2 separate regions of the Mus musculus genome follow, and region 2 is linked to region 1. A link is a contact called in public capture Hi-C data. All regions are on one chromosome and are shown on one strand. The core of a region is the stretch at or near the end of the contact, and the rest is flanking DNA. Distances in the headings are between cores, read along the strand shown. Region 1 overlaps Frmd4b (FERM domain containing 4B). Region 2 overlaps Mitf (melanogenesis associated transcription factor).

Region 1 (5,146 bases), core at 1,918-4,417:
ACCTGTGGAGGCTCAGATCCTACAGCCCATTTCCCAGCTCGGTGACTTTATCTAAATTGAAAATATTGCAGGTATGGGAAGGCACGTCTTTAATTCCAGTACTCAGGAAGCAGAGACAAGCAGATCCCTGAGTCTGAGGCCAGCCTGGTCTATAGAGTGATTCACAGGATAGCCAGGGTTACACAGAAATCCTATCTCAAAAAACAAACAAACAAACAAACAAACAAAATGTTTTTGTCTCAATTTCTCATTTTTAGTAATAGTTCTAACTTCAGACTACAAAATTTATATTACATGGAGATGGGGACAGGGTCTGGTGTATATGAAAGTGTATGTAAGTATTTATTCTTCCTAATCTTCAGTTACCATTTCAACTTATATTCTTGAAAATAGTCACCCAGTAGTGTAGTCTGTGCTGCTGCACTATCTTATATGACTATTTTTCTGAGAACCTAGATGATGAGATGGCTCTGTTGGTAAAGGTGCTTGCTGCCCAGACTTGGCCATGAGGGTTCAATCCCTAGAGGACAAGTGGTAAAAGGAGGGAATTGTCTCCAGAAGACTATCCTTTAAACTCTACACACACACACAAACACACATACACACACACATCACATCACATTTGCACACATGGAAGAGGGAGGGAGGGAGGGAAGGAGGAGGGAGGGAGGGAGGGAGGGAGGGAGGGAGGAAAAGAGGGAGGGAGGAAAAGAGGGAGGGAGGGAGGGAGGGAGGAAAAGAGGGAGGGAGGGAGGGAGGGAGGGAGGGAGGGAGGGAGGGAGGAAGAGGAGGAGAGAGAGGAGAGGAGAGGAGAGGAGAGGAGAGGAGAGGAGAGGAGAGGAGAGGAGAGGAGAGGAGAGGAGAGGAGAGGAGAGGAGAGGAGAGGAGAGGAGAGGAAAGGAAAGGAGAGGAATAGTAAGAGTGAGCCTACCTAAGAGTGGACAGGCAGGCATGTAATCTCAACACTGAGGGGAAAGTTGAAGCAGGAGGATCACAAGTTTGAGAGCAGCCTAGGCTACATAGTTAGTTCCAAGAGCCATCCTAAGCTACAGAGTAAGGCTAGTCTCAGGAAACTGTCAAAAGGACAGAGAAGAGAGAAGGAAGAAGGGAAGGGAAAGAGGAGGAGACATAGAACACCAAGTTCTGGTGAGACTAAGGGACAGCTAGACTGTCCTTTATTATCTGGCAAGAGAGTGAGATAATAGATAAGACAGTTGTCAGAGGGGACTATTTGGAGTTTTCATAAAAAATTTAAGGCATGGTTGTCCTATTATCTGTTTGCTCAGCTCTTGCATATTTATTGAAGAAAAGTAAACATACGTATGTATGTCTGAGTGCATGCACGCACACACACTTTGTTCAGGATGTGAAGCCATACTAAAAAGAACCCATCTCTAAATCAAATTATATCAAATTCTAGAATAAAGGGAAACAATCTCTGTTGGTCTAAATCTGAAGCATGTCTGTAAAATTGTCAGAGGTAATTTTCTAGATGTGTTCTCTATCTTCGTAGCTGTTTATACCATGGATTTAATATGTAGGGATGCTCCTAGCTGACCAGTCATTCAGCAACATTGAACAGAGCATCACCCATTTGCAATTAAGGGCAGAGCTGTTCATACTGAGGTACTCTACTAAATAGGGCTAGCAGGATTAGAAAATTGTCATGTTGATGTCCTTGATTGAATAAATGACCTTGGTCATGAATATTGGTTTTGTACCATAATAGAACAAACATCCTTCCAATGCAAGAACACACAGGCTATAGGATCTAAGAGACAATCCTGATTAAAGGATCCAGCCAGAAGCCAAGGCCTTCAGGAACCACAGTAGATGCCTTAGAAACACAGTCAGCAAGCTGGGTGGTCTGAGAATTGATGGGCTAAACAGCTCCACATCTTCAGTAAATAAATAACAATGGGGGTACCTATAGATTACCTAAAATCTAAGAGAAATGTGGGCCTGTGTCAAACTATGGTTTCTGTTTTTGGATATTATGTCCAACAAAGTGGGTTTGGGGAGGAGTGAGGCCACCCATGGTAGTATACACCCTTAATCCCAGCACATTCTGTAGGCAAAGACAGACAGATCTCTGTGAGGTCAAAGCCAGTGTTTCTACATAGATAGTTCCAGAATAGCTAGGGCTTATATAGAGAGATAGAGAGACCCTGACTCAGACAGAGAAGAAGAGGGAGACGGAGATGTAAGGCGAGAAGGAGAGGGAAAGAATTGGAAACAGATGCAGTCAAATACATTTATAATCCTAGTACTCCAGAGGCTGGGGCAGGGTAGTCATGAGTTTGAGGCCAAGTTGTACTACATAGTGAGACCTTGACCCAAAAATAAGCAAATAAGGAACATTATCAATCAATTGGAAATCTGAACTCTTAACAGATATGTGAAGATAGTGAGATTTTTTTTCTTTTAGTTATCTGGGTTTATATTTAAAAACAATGTCATGATCTTTTATATTGAAATCTTTACAGACAAAATTACCCAGAGTTGTAGATTTGGTTTACAATGACCCAGAGGACAGAAAGGAGGGAATAATAAAGAGAGTGGCTCTTAACCTTTCTAATGCTGTGACCCTTTAACACAGTTTCTCATGTTGTGGTGACCCCCGCCCCCGCCATAGAATTATTTCATTGCTACTTCATAACTGTAATTTTGCCCTATGAAGCGTACTGTAAGCATCTGATAGGCAGGATATCTGCTATATGACCCTGCGGGGGTCGAGAGCCACAGATTTGAGAACTACTGATTTAGATGTCTCAAGAGTGGCCAGATTAAAAGGTGTGTGCAGAAACGGATACAGTGAGTGATGCCAGTTCAGCCACTGTGTGTACCCTAAATAAAGTCTTCCTTCGTTAAAAAAAAATCATTTTAGATAGGAGTAACTCTAACTTAAGGCTAGCCTGGCTATATAGAGAAGACCCCTGTGTCAGAAGTAGAGGAGGAAGAGGAGGAGGAGAGGGGAGAGGAGGAGGGGTAGGAGAAAGAGGAGGGGATAGTTTTTTTTTTTCAAAGCACTGCAAATGGGCAGAGAAAGGGGAAACCGAAACAGAACAAAAAAAATCAGATTCTGCAGAAAGCCAGGAAGGAAGTGAGATTGAAGGCTGCGTGGAAGGTCATGCCACTTTCTTCGCATTGTCTGTGCAACCTCTGTGAAAGTCCCTGCTTGGGAATCCGGACCCTGGGTGCAGAGTCCGTTTTCTTACCCCCAGCTGGGAGGCTCCTAGCACTGAGTGCTCTGGGTCTCTGTCCCTGTGTGTGAAGTGGACTTCAAACACGGTGTTCAAAGGCCTCTTTGTCTTTATTTTTCCAAACATGAGGAAGTTATTAGATTTTACAGTTTGTGTCCAGTGCCGCACGTGCCTTTGGCCTCTTGCTGTAAGACAGTCCTGAGAAGCCCGGATGCCTGCCGCTCTCCCCCAAGCTTTTCACCTCGGCTTTTCCATTTGTGGTTAAGAAAGCAAGAACCCGCCCTGTGCAAGAAAGTTCCCTCTTTTTCTGCCTGGAGGAGAACATGAGTAACAGATTTTTCCATCGGAGCTGTTTTTCCTGGACACGGCGTACTGTCCAGTCCAACGGTTGTAGCATGTGATCGCAGGGAGACCTTAAATAAACTTTCAGTGTTATCAGCCCCAGTTTTAGGAACTTATGAATTCATTTTCTGTAGTTGGTGATTTTCCTTTTTAAACAGAAGTTCTTTTTCATTCAGTAGCTGCTGAGAGCTTCCCAGGTGCCATACTGCGTAGCCCTGAGCATAGTAGACACGCTTTATGCTCAGCCCACGTCCCTGCAAGCAGCTGCCTTGGGCAGGGTCCTTGGCCCTCATTTTTATCATGACTTGTGGTCATAGTCCTTGCCTCTCCTGCTCAGCACAATGCCAGGCAGAGAGTCCCTATGCAAAAGGAAAACACACAACTCCTTATTCAACAAGAGTCAAGCATGGCAGGACCTGTAACTCCCATATTTGGGAGGCAGAGGGAGGGAGGGTCACGTGTTCAAGACAAGACGTTTGAGACTCTGTCTCAAAAATACAAGGGCTGGAGATGTACTTGACAAGTAGAACATTTGCCCAGCCAACACACAGCCCTTAGTTTGAGCCCAATCAACACAAAATAATAACAATAGTATTAAGAAGTGTAATGGAAAAAAAAGAAGAAGAAGAAGAAGAAGTATAATGGCTGGGTGGTAGTGGAGCATGCCTTTGATTCCAGCACTTAGGAAGCAGAGACAGTCAGATCTCTAAGTTCAAGTTCAGCCTGGTCTACAGAGTGAAGTCCAGGATAGCCAGAGCTACACAGAGAAACTATCTCAAAGGGGGGAAAAGAGCCGTGGTAAAGAAGAAACACATCAAGCATGAGGTCCTAATGAGTCTGGGATCCTGTGCAACCACAATGCTAATCTGAACACCCATAATACCAGCTCTGGTGCCTGGCACCTTGTGAAGAACCAATGTCATAGTCCTTGTCATGAACGAAAACTTAAGAAATGAGCACTCCACGTGGTTGTCGATTGCCATCAATGAAGAACAGAAGACAGTATGTATGGAAGAGATGCTTGTCCCAGACAGTCAGGTTTCAGATCCGGTGGCTGCTTCTCTCCTCCAGGGCCACAAAGTCCAATCAGTTGAGGCTTGGACCATGATGTTTTCCAAGCTGATTTCTGATTTCCCTACAGCACCCCTGTGTGTGTGTGTGTGTGTGTGTGTGTGTGTGTGTGTGTGTGTGTGTGTGTTTGCTGCCTGAGCACATTTGAACTGAACCAAACACATTCTTGGGACTGAAATCTGAAGGGAAGTACTCCTCTCTTTACTGCAAAGCTTGCTGCCATTTAGGAGTGCAGCTCATCACTTAGTTATGGCAGATGGCTTGGTGCTTCTCCAAGCTGTTGGTTTTGAAAGATGGTGACACATGGCCTGTGTTGGTGTTTACAGGGTGTCTGGCATTTGCCTGGCATGTGAAGTGTTTGGTGAAGAATGAAAAAGATGGCTTAGTGATGATGCAAAGAGGCCCTATATTCCTTTAAAAGAAAAAGGGACCCTGAGGACTAGACAGGTGGCTCTGCAGTTAAGAGTACTTGATGCTCTTGCAAGGACTCTGGATGGGTTTCCAGCATCCACGTGGCAACTCACATCTGT
Region 2 (5,146 bases), core at 850-3,349, 360 kb before region 1:
TGATTTTCCATTTCTTCCATTTTCATGCAATTTTCAGTGTACGGCCCTCAATTTTCACTGCTAAGACATCAGTAGAAGCACAGATAGCCCAGACTGCTGTAGTGGGCAAGGATGGCCAATAACTGGCGCAGGGTAACAGCAGCGGTTATATCTGCCTTACAACCCACTCTTCTGTTCTGTTTTTGCTTGATTTGCTTTGGTTTTCTGAAATAGGGTCTTGCTATGTGGCCCACATGGGCTAGAATGCAAGATTTTCCTGCCTCAACCTCCAGAGTTCTGGGATCATGGATGTGCATCACTGTGCCTGAATCTGTTGTAATCTCTCTCTGGTTGTCATGTTATTATTTCACAAAATCAAGGAGATGAGCATCCTGGTACCTGGGAACATGGCTGGCCACTACCTGATGAAGGCATTTACATGTACCTAGGATGCAATGAAACTGTTCCCCTAAGAAAGATACTTACTACCCAGGTTAACTCCTTTCTATTTTCTAAATACTAGTTATCCACCACTTTCAGAAAGAGCAATTTTGATGGCCAAGAAATGCAATCATACTGGCATAGGACACAGACATTTTAAACTCAGTTTCTAATCTCCTAAGGCATGTAGGAAGATGAAAAGATCCTGATGTTTGGTATGAGGTCTTCTGACTGGTATTGAATAAATATGACTACTATGTAAAAAGATGATGCTGTTAACATGTATGACCAGAGAGCAGAAAGGCAACATGGACAAGACTGGATAGGGACAGTTAGCAATCGCAGGAGCCTGTACAGACAACAGCAGTGCACTGAGCGTCCATGATATTGCACAACTCCAATTAGTGCCTCTTCTTGTGCGTTCTCCACCCAGTCATGCTCTGTAATTATGATGAAAGGAAACATGTTGATAAAGACAAAGACTGCACTGGCGACAAAGGGTAACAACGCCTTGTATGTAAATAGCTCGTGCCAGCCTTAAATATCTCCCTCTGAGGCATCCCACCAGTCCCCACTATTTGACCTGGCTCAACTCTCAATGCTGATTATACAACGTGGAGATTGTATGGGGGCCTTATCTATGGACTTATTTCTCTTCTTGACTGTTCTTGGTTATTCTCTCCTTATTGTGGCGTCAAAACTGAAAATTCATTTCAAATTAAAAACCTAATTGGTGATATGTGTGAAGGGAACCAGGAGGGACTAACAGCCAGGATTTGGCAGACCACTACACTCATATGTTTCTTCACATTTCTATATGTGTATGTGAGAAGGTTCATGTGTGTACAGATACATGTGGGGGGGGGGGTGGAATATGTGTACAAGTGCATGTGGAGGCCAGGCTGTGGTTCCTCGGTTGCCATCCACTTATTCTAGGGTGGAGTGGGGGGGCCTCATTGGCCTGCAGCTTACTAAGCAGACTGAGCCCTCTAGCACGCAAAACCCTGGATCCACCTATCTCTATCTCCTAAGGCTTGGTTATAAACACACACCACCACACCCTACTATTTTACATGGGTCCTGGAGACCAAACTCAGATCCTCACACTTAAGCGGGCAAGCATGTACTGGCTGAACTATGTCCCCAGACCCTACAAATCTGTGAATTCACACAAAAGCTTCATGCTGTGTTGTTGCCAACTCCTTAGCTCCTCTCAGTCCTGCACTGAAGCTGGCGCTCCCCACCCCCACCCCCACCCCGTCGTACCATGCTCAGGGTGCTCAGATAATGGGTGGAAAAAGTGAGATTTAAGTTCAAGTCTACCTTCTCCTAAATTTAGACTTCCTGAAGTGGTGGTGAAAACTCTTCACCATTTTATGGTCAGAGCAGATGAGGGTTCTTTCTCTGGAGAAGTTCATTGGGCAACAACAGCAAAAACACATAATCCAAAACATTTGGGTCTAAGTAGATTAAACCCAGGCACAAGTTGCATTTCTGGTAAATCCTGAGTCTGGAACTTTCTTAGGAACTTAATTTGTCTGACCCAACACTGGCCCTGTCCTTCCTTCTTCATAGCCCCACCCCCACCCACCCACTCCAATCAGAGGAATGAGAAGTGTGCTGAGGCTTAGAACAAAGAGGAAGCAAGCGTCTGCTATGTCAGGGCTGTCTTGTGGCCATAAAAAGGACACTGGCTGAGCCCAGTCATTCCACCTCTCTGTTTTGGAAACTCCCACACTCTACAAACTGTCTGGAATTCATTAGAGATGGGAAAACAGGCCGAAAGTCGTATTTCACGTTTTATTCAGCAGAAGTTTTGTGGAAAACAATTCGGTCATGTGGACGTGCCCCAAACCACCATCACCCTGTTTCTCAACCCAATCTCCCAGTCAAGTGACTTCGGACTGCTTCCAGTTCCACCCTCGCAGAGCTGAGAAGAAACTACCCTCACTTTGAGATTTGAGCCAGTCCTTAGGGGAGTAAAGATAGGTGAATTTCAAGTCACTCAGATAGTCATACTCTTGGGTAGACCTGTCATCCATACCCCTGGACTTTTGTGCCATGTCACCAACAGTTTCCTTTTCTACTTAAACATGATGAATATGAGTGTTCTATCACCTGACAGGGGCCAACTCTGTCATTATACATTATTTATAACCAACATCTTTGCAAGTTTTCTATTTCAAGTTCATTTAGAAAGGTTACCCTCTAGCACCTATTCATGGTTTTCGAAGTGTGGCCTCTACCCCAAGCCCTCACCCGAGCAACAATTAGAAGCTTGTTTAGAAATATGACTTCTCCAACCCTATCCTGGACTACTAGATCAGAAAGTGGGGCGGTGCATCCGAGGTGCCCCTCCCCAAGTGTGGTATACTTCAGTGATGCACACTTATTATAAATCACTGTTCAGGTACATTCCCATAAACCCCATACCTCTATGTTAAATTATTCTTGGATTGCTGTTTCAGAATGAACAATTCCCTGACACAGAATGCCTTCAGTAAAAATTATGGAGTGTTGATATATTGTCAGATCCAAGAAAATCAATGATTATTGATTTAAAAAAAAATCACCTGTTTGTTTGCTTGAGGAAGGAGGGTAATTCTCTCTAGAAAGTTCTCTACCAGAGCTACATGAGTGATATGGCAGTACCCAAGGAAATCTTGGGGTCCACTTAGGGTTCACTAGTCAGCACATCCCTGAAACTAAGGACACGACATTGATCATGAAGTTCAACTCTAAGGGCTGACCATGTGAGAGAGACTGAATGTGGGGAAAGAGATTGTTCATAGGTGAAAAGTGATTGTCCAGTAGAAGAAAGGTGTCAGGGAAGGGATGCTGGCTACCAGGGAAAACTAACTGGAATGATGTCAGGTGTGGGGGACCAAGAGAGACAAAGAGGGGTTTTCAAAGTCAATGAAGCTCCATAGAGTATCACTGAGCCTCCCCTTGCCACGCCCCCACACCCAAAAAAAAAAAAAATCACAGTTTCTGTTAAATTGTGTATTTCGGTGACTTTGCTATGATGACCAAGCAAACCCAATCAGCCATCTCTCATTCACTTCCAACTCAACAAAAGCAAAGCTTCTACCTGTAATCTGCATCACTGGGGCTGCATTCCAAGCTCCTGTCATTCGCCACTTGCTCACCCAGCAGCATTCACCTAGGCAAAACATTATTAGTGGGATGACGAGGGGAAATTACCATGCTAGGATGAATGATGCAAGGTGTGGTTCCAAAAAGTCTGCAGTCTGACTGTCCGGGACACTGCCGTCAGTGGCCAACCTCTCAAATTACTCTCCACGTGTGCTTCCTCACAGCAAATGGGCAGACATGCCTGTCACAAGGAACTGCACCAGCTGCTCATGGCTGTTGGGCTTGCTTCACCTAGGTTATTGTAAGTGCTTACTTTAAAAACAGACTTTTCAAGAGTGCACTGACTGCTGAAGTCACCCTATTCCTTTGCAAGTTAAAGACTCTTAACTGGTCATACTACCAGTCAAGTCATTCATTCAGTCATTCTCAGCCACATGCATAATGGATTGGTTGGTTGCAAAGGGTTCTACTGAGCAATATAATATACTAAATGTGTACAGTGCCAATCTGCAGGCTCAGAAACAACAGGGGAAAGCTGGTACTGGTGTAATTCACTTCATTTCTGCTGGAAAGCTGAGAGATAAAGGTAGCTGAGACTTGACCATGGACATAACCAGGAGTGGCTTTACTAACTTAACTGTAGAGTGCTATCTCTGCTAGTTTGGGAGAGACCTTGTTGATACCTAAAGAACAGTAGGGGTCAAATGTCACCTAGGTCTTCTGTCAGACTTTACCTGGATGGTTTCGGTGCCTGAGTTAAATAAGGAAGTCATGTTTGTGGTTCCCATGTCAACGGTGACTCTAACTGACATTTTATAAGTTCATAGATCACCCCAGCCATTACACCAAATTGATCTTCTCTGCTTTACAGCTTCTTGCAGACAAGCCACACTTTTCCTGATGAAAGTATCCAGTCTGCAAATATAAGCTGTGCGTGTTTTCAATAGGGCAGGAAACCACTTTTTCCAATGCTGTCCTGGATCAGATGGAAAGTGAGGGAATGTGTGTGGATGATTCAGCAAGTGACTCACGTTGGGGAAGGGGCAGGGTAGGGGAAGGCAAAGCCCACACACGTCTTCCTGAAATTGCTCAATGAGCCACAGCTCCTTATAGAAGAACCAGAGTCCATCGGTGCCTTCCCCTAGACCTGAACTCACTGATTTAGATTGAAAACGTTTGCTTTCTCATGATACAGCATCTTTCCTCTTAAAAGTTGCCATTCCGTGTATGTGTGAATAAAAGGACACAGCTATCGAAGTCCAAATGATTTTTGAAAAATACTATTTTTCACGAGACCACGTTCAAAGCTACTGTTCAGCAGGCGAGAGCTGGGAGGAGCCCGGGAAGTCAGCTTCTTTTCACTTCTGCACCATCACCAATGCTTCACTGTCGGGAGGCAGGATCCCTTGCTGAGACTCACGGCTGGGAGTCAGGAGGATGGGCGGGTTTTGTGAAATTTGCTGTTGAGTCCTCTTTTCCTCAGACCTTACCTTTACAACCAAAAATGTAACCCCTGGCCCAGCCAAAAGCCCATTCCTAGGCTAAGCAGGGTCAGATGTGACTTCAGTGCAGACACAAGGGGGACCACCACACCAAGCCAGACCATTCTGAAGGAAATAAAAAAATAATA

What was found. Capture Hi-C pulls out chosen DNA fragments and counts their contacts.
Region 2: a contact with region 1 is called in a capture Hi-C map of bone marrow-derived macrophages, with 6 times the contacts expected there. The contact joins two enhancer-like sites. A contact is called at or near these places in 2 of 115 datasets of contacts at active chromatin or transcription factors (bone marrow-derived dendritic cells and bone marrow-derived macrophages) and 1 of 9 other capture datasets (bone marrow-derived macrophages).

Annotation. Positions count from the first base shown.
Region 1 is chr6:97,462,367-97,467,512 of GRCm38.p6, reverse strand. All of the region lies in intron 1 of Frmd4b (FERM domain containing 4B), which reads left to right. Among named protein-coding and RNA genes, the nearest start is that of Frmd4b, 23 kb to the left of the region's middle. Within about 2 kb of position 3,167, at least 108 of the 459 cell types and tissues checked have an H3K27ac peak or open chromatin away from gene starts, as enhancers often do. A contact at or near this core is called in bone marrow-derived dendritic cells and bone marrow-derived macrophages, where this site is marked.
Region 2 is chr6:97,817,739-97,822,884 of GRCm38.p6, reverse strand. All of the region lies in intron 1 of Mitf (melanogenesis associated transcription factor), which reads right to left. Among named protein-coding and RNA genes, the nearest start is that of Mitf, 13 kb to the right of the region's middle. Within about 2 kb of position 2,099, at least 99 of the 459 cell types and tissues checked have an H3K27ac peak or open chromatin away from gene starts, as enhancers often do. A contact at or near this core is called in bone marrow-derived dendritic cells and bone marrow-derived macrophages, where this site is marked.